3 separate regions of the Mus musculus genome follow, and regions 1 and 3 are each linked to region 2. Evidence: chromatin contacts called from public HiChIP or PLAC-seq data. All regions are on one chromosome and are shown on one strand. Each heading gives the region's core, a stretch centred on a gene start, on an enhancer-like site or on the middle of the called end of the contact. The rest is flanking DNA. Distances are from core to core; before and after follow the strand shown.

Region 1 (2,925 bases), core at 107-2,606, 580 kb after region 2:
TTCATTCCTCTTAGATAAAGGTCTAAAGGGTGGAATGGTGGCTTGGCATGGTGAGTATACTTTTCCACGTGCTCAGTGACATTCTCACATTCCATCTGGGGGTGTGAAGGTTGCCCTGGTCCATCAGCCTGCATCTCTGATCTTTTTTTTTTTTTTAATAGAATACCTTTTACTTATTTTTCAATAACTACACACATGTAAACAATGTATATTGGTCATATACACCCCTAACCATCCTCTCCATTCTTCCCTCCCCTGGACACTCCAATTCACTACCTCCCACTTTTTCTTCCAACCTCCTCTCTCTGTGTCTGTCTGTCTGTCTCTCTTCTCTCTCTGTCTCCACTGAGGCTAACTGGTGCTGCCCAGTGGAGTGTCCACTGATCCCCTTGGCTTGCTCTTGGTCAATAGCCACAGCTGTAGTGTGTTCATGGGTGTAGTGTCAAGTCCAGAGGACAACCCTCCTCCCATCTTTCCTCCCATCCCTCCTCCCATCCCTCCTCCCATTCCTCCTCCCCATCCTCCAGCTCTTACATTCTTTTTTTATTTTATCTTCTTCAATTTTATTTTATTTTGAGACAGGCTATCACTGTGTAGCCTGCCTGGCCAAGAACTTGCTGTATAGAAGACTGGCCTGAAACAGAGATTTGCCATCACACCAGGCAGCTCCTACACTCTTTGTGCCTCCTCCTACAGCCAGCCATTGGCAGAAAGTCCCATGTAGGGCTAGCCCTCAACACTCGCTTACTCTCAGCACATGGGCAGCTGTGAGTCTCCGCATTAAGTGCTCAGCACAGCACATCGAAGCTGCTTCTGGCCAAGGCAGAGGCAGCACCCATCTAGAGTATAAAACAAGCGTTTAGAAGGCCATGTAGCTTAGTAAAACAACAGCAGGCGGTTCCCCTCCATGGCTTGTGACACCCTGGAGTCTCTGACCGTTGACCAGGCCACAACACCAGGCCTGGGCCCCCTCCTGTGCAGAGGCCTCAGATCCAGCAGAGCAGCTACATTGTTCCCAGGGCTTTTTGACTTTCTTTTCTGATGGCTGGAACTGTATCTCACTGTGGTTTTTAATTTGCATTCACTTGATGACTAATGAGGGATAAACCTGTTTGAACCAGTTGTACAACCTGTTCAGAGTTTTGTTTTGCTTCCAAGAGAATTACGTCTTGTTTGTTGGTTTAATTGTGTGTCCTTGTTACCCTTGTAATTTGAGAAATATAGATGAAAAGGCAGGATTCCTGTCTTGAGGGAAATTCACAGAACAATCAACATGTCAACATAGTATTATATGTGAAATACAAAAGGGGGGTAGAGGACAGGGCGGAAGTGCGATGCTGGCAGGGGAGTCATTCAGAGTCTTCTTTGCTGACTCACGCAGTCGGTTGCACATGCTGCTGAGGAATAAACTAGAAGGGCACAGATTCCATTCTCTTAGGATTCGTTTCTTAAATCATGTGTGCATGTGTGCACACACATGTGCATACTTTCTATGAATGTGTGCACACACATATGCATGCTTTCTGTGAATGTGTGCACACACATGCATGCTTTCTATTCATGTGTGTGTGTGTGTGTGTGTGTGTGTGTGTGTGTGTGTGTGTAGACACAGGCATGCGTTCGTGCAGGGCACTGATCCCTGGAGCCAGAGTTACAGAGTTGAGTTGTAGGCAGTGGCTTCTGCTGCTGACTTGTATACTGTAAGCTAGCAGTCCAGTGAGCTTTTGGGTGATTCTCCAGTCTCTGCCTTCTATCTCACCAAGGAGGCATGCTTGACTTACAGATGTATGCTAACACACCTGGCTTAAATTCCCCCCAATCCCCATATCCCCACTGAGGCAGCGGTTCTCCATGTAGCCCTGGCTGTCCTGGAACTTACTTTGTAGACCAGGCTGACCTGGAACAGAGATCCATCTGCCCCTTCCTCCTGAGTGTTGGGATTAAAGGTGTGCACCACCACGCCTGGCTTGCTTTGGGTGTGTGTGGGGGTGGGAGGGTGGGGGGTGGTAAGGATTGAATTTAGATTCTCACATCGAAGGCTTTAGCCTGCTGAGCTATCTCTTGGCTCCAGATCTTTTGATTTTAAACTTAATGCTTTGTACACTGCCCATGGTTATCCCAAACACACCCTTAACACTACGTCTTCGTTACTCACTGTCTCTCCTGGTGCTTCCTTTCATGTGTGAAGCCGAAGGCCCCTTATTCATTTTTCATAAGCAGAAGTCAGGCATCTCATCTAAAAAGAATGCATTCATTCCACACGTCTGTTTACTTATACACAGATGTGTATTTTCAATTTCTTCCTTTCCGGTTCAGGAAGCTGCTGGTAATAAATTTTCATTAAAGTGGTACAAGATCGGAAAGTGAAATAAGCCCCAGCACATTTTCCTAAGTAATCAACAGAATCCCAAAGTGAGAGCCAATTATAACCCTCAGGATCCGCCCCCGCTCATTCAAATGCAGTTATCACAGGGTAGAGCCCAGTGGGGGGCTGCCCACTTCCCCTCAGCTTTTTTTTCACCCCCTTTCTCCAGCTCCAACATCTGAACAATCAGTCCTTCAGCCTCCCAACCTAAGACTTGAGACTTTGTGTCTTGTGTTGATTAAGAAGATGCCAGTCAGGACGAAGTCAGACATGGATGTGTGATAGAGGCTCAGTGCGTGGCTCACTCAGTATTCACAGTTTTTACTTATCTATTTTATTTATGTTTTTAGTTTAAGAAAATGGTGTGTGTGTGTGTGTGTGTGTGTGTGTGTGTGTATTGCATTGCACTTGTAAGAGGCCAGAGGACAATTTTTGTGAGTGAGCTCTCTCCTTCCACCATGTGGGTCCCAGGGGTTGAACTCCGATCATCAAGCTTGGCAGCAAGTGCCTTTACCCACTGAGCCATCTTTTCTGCCCTGTTCACAATTTCACAGTGTTAA
Region 2 (2,700 bases), core at 194-2,693:
GAACCAACCAGTGTGTTTTATGACTGGAGGAGGAGGGTAAGGAGGAGCTGGGGCCTGGGGGGGTTATAGAAGAATGTGGAGAGGCAAGCCATTCTGGTCTTACAGGCTACAAGAGAGTTTAGATTCCAGACCTAGTAACCTGGGCAGCCAGGGGATTGCATTAGGGAGGAGAGGTGTGTGTGTACCTGTGTGCGTGTGTGCGTGCATGCATGCACTTTGAACCCAGGGCCTTGAACATGCTAAGCAAATACCTTTTTTGTTTGTTTTGCTTTTGTTTTGTTTTGAGACAGGGTTTCTCTGTATAGCCCTGGCTGTCCTGGAACTCACCTTGTAGACCCAGCTGGCCTTGAACTCAGAAATCCGCCTGCCTCTGCCTCCCAAGTGCTGGGATTAAAGGCATGCGCCACCACCGCCTGGCGGCTAAGCAAATACTTTACCACCAAGCCGTATCTCTAGACTTTTATTTTTGAGACAAGATCCCATGTTATCCTGGCTGGCCTGGAACTCACTATGTAGACCAGGCTAGTCTCCAATTCACAAAGATCTGTCTGCCTCCCAAAGAAGGGAAGGATTAAATGAGTGAGCTAGCTTCTCCTTTTAAAACTTTAAAAAAATACATAATTATGTATATTTGGCTTTTTGAGACAAGGACCTACTATGTAGCCAGACTCTTCTCAAACTGGCATAATATTTCGCCTCAGCTTCCCAGAGACTGGGGTCACAGGTGTGAACTACTCTAACATTTAAAACTAATTTAAGAAATGTATTGTTACTGGGGCTGGAGGCATGGTTCAGAGGCTGAGAGCTTGCACTGCTTTTCCAGAAAATGGAGTTCAGTTCTTAGCACAGACGGCAGTCAAAATACACACATTCGCATCACCAATGATAAAAAATTTCAATCTTTTATGATTGTGTGTGCATGCTGTGTGTGGGTAGGTGAGGATGTCGCTTGCTATGTGTGGAGGTCACCGGATAACTTTGTAGATTCTCTGCTCTCCACTTTTACCTGCATTCTGGGTCGGACTCAGGTTGCCAAGCTTGCACCATAGGCGCCTTTATCAGCAGAGCTATCTGGCTAGTAAAGGCCCTTAACATTTTGCTTGCTTTGATATAGAGCATCATACTGGGGAGGCAGAGACAGATGAAAGCGGGAAGCAGAGGACGAATTCCAGACGCTGGCAAGGACAGAGCATCGAGGGACCAGGCGCCCTCCCGGGTGAGCCCCGGAACCGGCATCCGTTTGGAATCTGGGAGGGAGGCTCCGCGCGAGGGCTGGCCGGGACGGCGCGTCCTGGCGCCCGGCGTCTGCTCGCAGAGCCAGCCCTGGCAGCACGCCTGCCGGGCGTTTCCTGGCAACCAGCCACCGCCTGAACGTTCCGAACTCTACAGCCCGCGACGTCACCGTCACCTTGACGACGGCCGTGGGAACACGCCCCGTCGGCACCGGGGGCGGGGTCTGAGCGCTGCGCGCTCTGCGCGTGTGGAGAGGGGCGGGGCCTGGGCAGGTGCGAAGGCAGGTGCGGCTGCAGGTGTGAGCGGGGCGGGGCGGGGCGGGGCGGGGCCTTCTGCACCCGCCGCTCTGCAGCAGCGCTCACCCGCCCCTTCTGCTCCGGTTGCTCTGCAGCAACGCATCCTAGACCACCCAAACTCAGCTTGCCCTTGCGGACTGACCTTGTTTTTCACACACAGTTTTCTGTGTAAAATGACCTAATCTGCTTATATATTTGTCTCTGTCAGTCCTGTGAGGTCAAGAATGAATTCTGCCTTGTTCATCTCTATTTTTAGCACCCTGTACAGATCCTGGCACGAAGCGCTATTGAATGCCAGTAGCGTGAATCCACAGATTGACTCAATCGTTTCGTTCATTTGTGTGCTCGTTTGACTAGATGAACAACACCGGGCACACGCCCCCTGCAGGTGAGGAAGGAGATATTAAAAAATATTCCAGAAGGCTGTGGTCACATGCCCACGGATTCCAAACCTTGAGAGATAGAGGCAAAATCAGGGGCTGAAGATCATCTTCAGCCACAGAGCAATTTTGAGGCCAGTCAGTTTGATACAAGATCCTCAAAACCGAATAAAATAAGAAAACAAAGCTACTGGGCCGGGTGGTACACACTTGTAATCCGCAGTACAGATGGGTGAGGGGCAGGAGATTACAAAATCGGGGCTAGCTTGATCTTCAGGCTAAGTTTCAAGACCGTGTCTCAAACTTTAGAAAACAAAACTCTCTCCTAAATTGCAGTACTAAGAATGAATGCCAGCCAACTTTTTTTTTTTTTTTTTTTTCGTGACAGGGTTTCTCTGTGTAGCCTTGGCTGTCCTGGAACTCACTTTGTAGACCAGGCTGGCCTCGAACTCAGAAATCTGCCTGCCTCTGCCTCTCAAGTGCTGGGATTAAAGGCGTGTGCCACCACGCCCGGCTTTATTAACACTTGTTAATTCACAGTGTTCACAGGGTTGTTCCACCATCACACCCATTGACAGATGAGGACGTTGAAGAGAACACTCCTGTGTGTTAAGTTGCTGGGCCCAGTGGTCAAGTGAGAGCCTGTGGAAGGTGTAGGAGAGAGACAAGGTGGGGGAACATGCAGTTACCTGGTACAGGTGTTTTATCTTTTGTGGTATTGAGAATTGACTTACTAGGAGCTTGCATGTTAGGTGAACAAGGTGCCACTGAGTGTATACTCACTTCCACAC
Region 3 (2,721 bases), core at 217-2,716, 590 kb before region 2:
AAACAAGGAACAAATGGAGATTGGAATAGAGTTTAACCATGAATGTGTTAGGACTCCGGTTTTAAGGAAGCATTAGATTGAATTGTAGAAAGCTCAAGTGGGCAGAAAGCTTTGAAATGAAAGTAGGAAGGAAAAGATAAATTGGGAAAACGCCACAAGAAATGTTCTAGGTAAGTTAGCACCAGCTAGACATACTCACCTTCTCCACAGACAGGGTTTCTCTGTGTAGCCCTGGCTGTCCTGGAACTCAAACTCAGAAATCTGCCTGCCTCTGCCTCCCAAGTGCGGGAGTGTCAGGACTAAAGGCGTGCACCACCACCACCTGGCCTTTTGATAGCATGAACAAAAAATGGTTACTGCACAGCGATACCCATGAGCATAGACTTCCCTCAGCATAAGGAGAAGGTACCTGGCCAGGAAGTGGGAAGGCTGGCCAGTGTTCCCAGGGGAGCTCGGCTGAGGGTGTGCCTCGGTGGGCTGCTCTCGGAAACTGGGTCGATTGTTTTGGAGAAGGATTTGGAAGAATGTACTGAATCAAAGCTGCTTAGGCTCAGCATTCCCAGGACGGGAGGAAACGCTCACCAAGAAGCTTCATGCGTGATGGCTTTGCTCACATGACAGCTGTACATAACCCGAGGGTCCAGCCGGTGAACCAGGTGAGGTCACACTGGGCAGTCCCTGGGCTCCGAAACATGGAACTTCAGGATGTGGCCTGCAAAGAGCCTTAACCTCTGCTTCACTTAGTTCTGTCATCTTAGGGGTTCACTCGGGGTTCTCCATCATACAGTGCCTGGGGTGTGACAAGTGGGTGTTAGTCTAGGTGACACATAAATACAGATGAGGCCAAAAAGTAGAATTAAAGTGGTTTGGTTCTCTGGAGTAAGGATTTAAAAGAAACTTGTTTTATGGTGTTGGTATTTTGCATGAATGTGCATGCACACAGTGTGTGCATTGCCGCTGGAACTAGAGTTCCAGGTGGTTGTGAGCCACCACGTGGATGCTGGGAACCAAAGCCATTTGTTTTCAACCAAAGAATAAGTTCTTGTAACCACTAGCCCCACAGTGAAGGATTCTAAGATAAACTGTAGTTACTTGACGGGTTCTTTCCTCCCAGTCTGCCAATATGGGTTCATGCATATGTGCGGGGTGTGTGTGTGTGTGTGTGTGTGTGTGATGCTCCAGCCTTGCCCACCCTTTCTCTTCTGTAGGTTCCCCTTCTGTAGCCACCCTGGTTGTGGTCCTGGGGACTGATGGAAATGCAGCTGTGTAGGGTGGGGAGGCAGGGCCAGTTGGGGAGACTCCTGACCTGGCTGCTAGGCTGTGGGCGGGAGGCCTTCATCTATTAAAGGGCTCTGTGGCCTTGTGGTTGGAATTTTGCCATATGCTATAAATAGCCAGTGTGAGAGTGTGAAGAAATGGAGCCAGGGAGGAGAGAGGAAACGGGAGGCCCCCTGGGTCTCCAGCTGGCAGTGGCCAGGGTGTGGTGTGGGAAGGGTGTGGAATGTCACATGGGATGCAGAGCTGCAGGCAGGCTTGGTGTGGGGCCTGGACTGGAAGGATCGCTACAACCCTAGGAGGCAGGTGCTGTCAGTCACCTCTCAGAGAGTGGCTAGGTGACTTGCCCCAGGCGCACAGCTGTGAGGCATCAGCAGTCTGGCCAGCTCAAAGCTGCTCTGCAGGGTCGGCTCTGGGCAGGTCTGGGAGGTCGGTGGCTCCAGTGAGCTGTTGGGTCCTCTCTGAGGCTTCATGTTGCCTTCTCAGGCTTCTCCACTGGGATCCTATGGTTGTGCCAGAGGGGCTGGTGCCTGACACTGGCCTGGAGCTAGGCCAGGCTGAGGTCTACTCTGTTTGTTGTTGCCCTTGTGACTCCAGGGGCTGATTGTAGTCTGAATGGAGGTGGACACTCTCCTGAGTCATGGGTGTAGGTCAGAGGTGGAGCGGACAGTACACACAAAGTCCAGGTTCCATCCTCAGCATCTATAGCAGGGGTCTTGCTTCGTGTTGAAGCCATCCCTCCTTCTTGTCCCCTCTGCTCATAGTCTGTCCACGCCATCTGTTACATAGGAACCCGTTCTGTGCTCAGCAGCTCAGGGCCAGCCTTGCAGGCCTGTGGGGGAAGCTGGGCATCTGGGAAGCAATTGCAGAGGACACTTAGGAGTGTTTGCGCTCCACACATGCTTTCGCTTCCTCCCGCGGGAGAAGGAGCTGTGTCCTCCCTGGACGGGGTGCTTCACATAGCTCCACTACCCACTCCTGCCACAAGTAGCCAGGGCTTGTAGACACTCTAGGTGCCACCCTGGCTTCCGGCGCTGGCTCGGGCTTTGTTTCCGGCCTATACTCATCCCTTAGAGTCTCATCCACAACCTAAAGCCTTGTGCTTGAATAAGGTCCTGGTTGGGAGAAGCCGGTGCACACCCTGTCTGAGCCCCATTCTGGATACCGAGACCCTTCTGGGCCAGGCTGAGTTCTAGCCACCTGGCAGGTTGTCACCACAAGTGTCAGGGCCTAGGCCAACAGGACCTGGCATGGCTAGGGCTGAGGCTGGGTTCTGCCATTCTGACTGGGTAGCATTCTGACCTTCCGGGTCCTACCTGGAGCCCTAAGACTGGCGTCTTGCCCAGTTGGGGCCTCCCTGGGAGGAGCTTTTGCCTGCCGCCGTGAGATCTTGTGAGCATGTCTTGAGGGTTCCTCTTCCAGAACGGCCAGTCAGGATCCTCCTGT

What was found. HiChIP or PLAC-seq counts read pairs in DNA pulled down with a chosen protein or histone mark.
Region 1: an HNF4G HiChIP or PLAC-seq map of pancreatic cancer cells shows a contact between it and region 2. The contact joins two enhancer-like sites.
Region 3: an HNF4G HiChIP or PLAC-seq map of pancreatic cancer cells shows a contact between it and region 2. The contact joins two enhancer-like sites. A contact is called at or near these places in 5 of 39 promoter capture datasets (the 3T3-L1 cell line, frontonasal cranial neural crest, hippocampal neurons and 2 more) and 1 of 115 datasets of contacts at active chromatin or transcription factors (pancreatic cancer cells).

What each region holds. Positions count from the first base shown.
Region 1 is chr9:120,592,550-120,595,474 of GRCm38.p6, forward strand. No RefSeq gene overlaps it. Among named protein-coding and RNA genes, the nearest start is that of Gm34323, 7.9 kb to the right of the region's middle. Within about 2 kb of position 1,357, at least 53 of the 459 cell types and tissues checked have an H3K27ac peak or open chromatin away from gene starts, as enhancers often do. A contact at or near this core is called in pancreatic cancer cells, where this site is marked.
Region 2 is chr9:120,009,893-120,012,592 of GRCm38.p6, forward strand. It overlaps Gm33800 (a long non-coding RNA gene), which reads left to right. Exons shown (of 4, transcript XR_871355.3): 3 at 1,115-1,216; 4 at 1,786-2,258. Among named protein-coding and RNA genes, the nearest start is that of Xirp1, 12 kb to the right of the region's middle. Within about 2 kb of position 1,444, at least 341 of the 459 cell types and tissues checked have an H3K27ac peak or open chromatin away from gene starts, as enhancers often do. A contact at or near this core is called in pancreatic cancer cells, where this site is marked.
Region 3 is chr9:119,424,000-119,426,720 of GRCm38.p6, forward strand. All of the region lies in intron 1 of Acvr2b (activin receptor IIB), which reads left to right. Among named protein-coding and RNA genes, the nearest start is that of Exog, 20 kb to the right of the region's middle. Within about 2 kb of position 1,467, at least 102 of the 459 cell types and tissues checked have an H3K27ac peak or open chromatin away from gene starts, as enhancers often do. A contact at or near this core is called in pancreatic cancer cells, where this site is marked.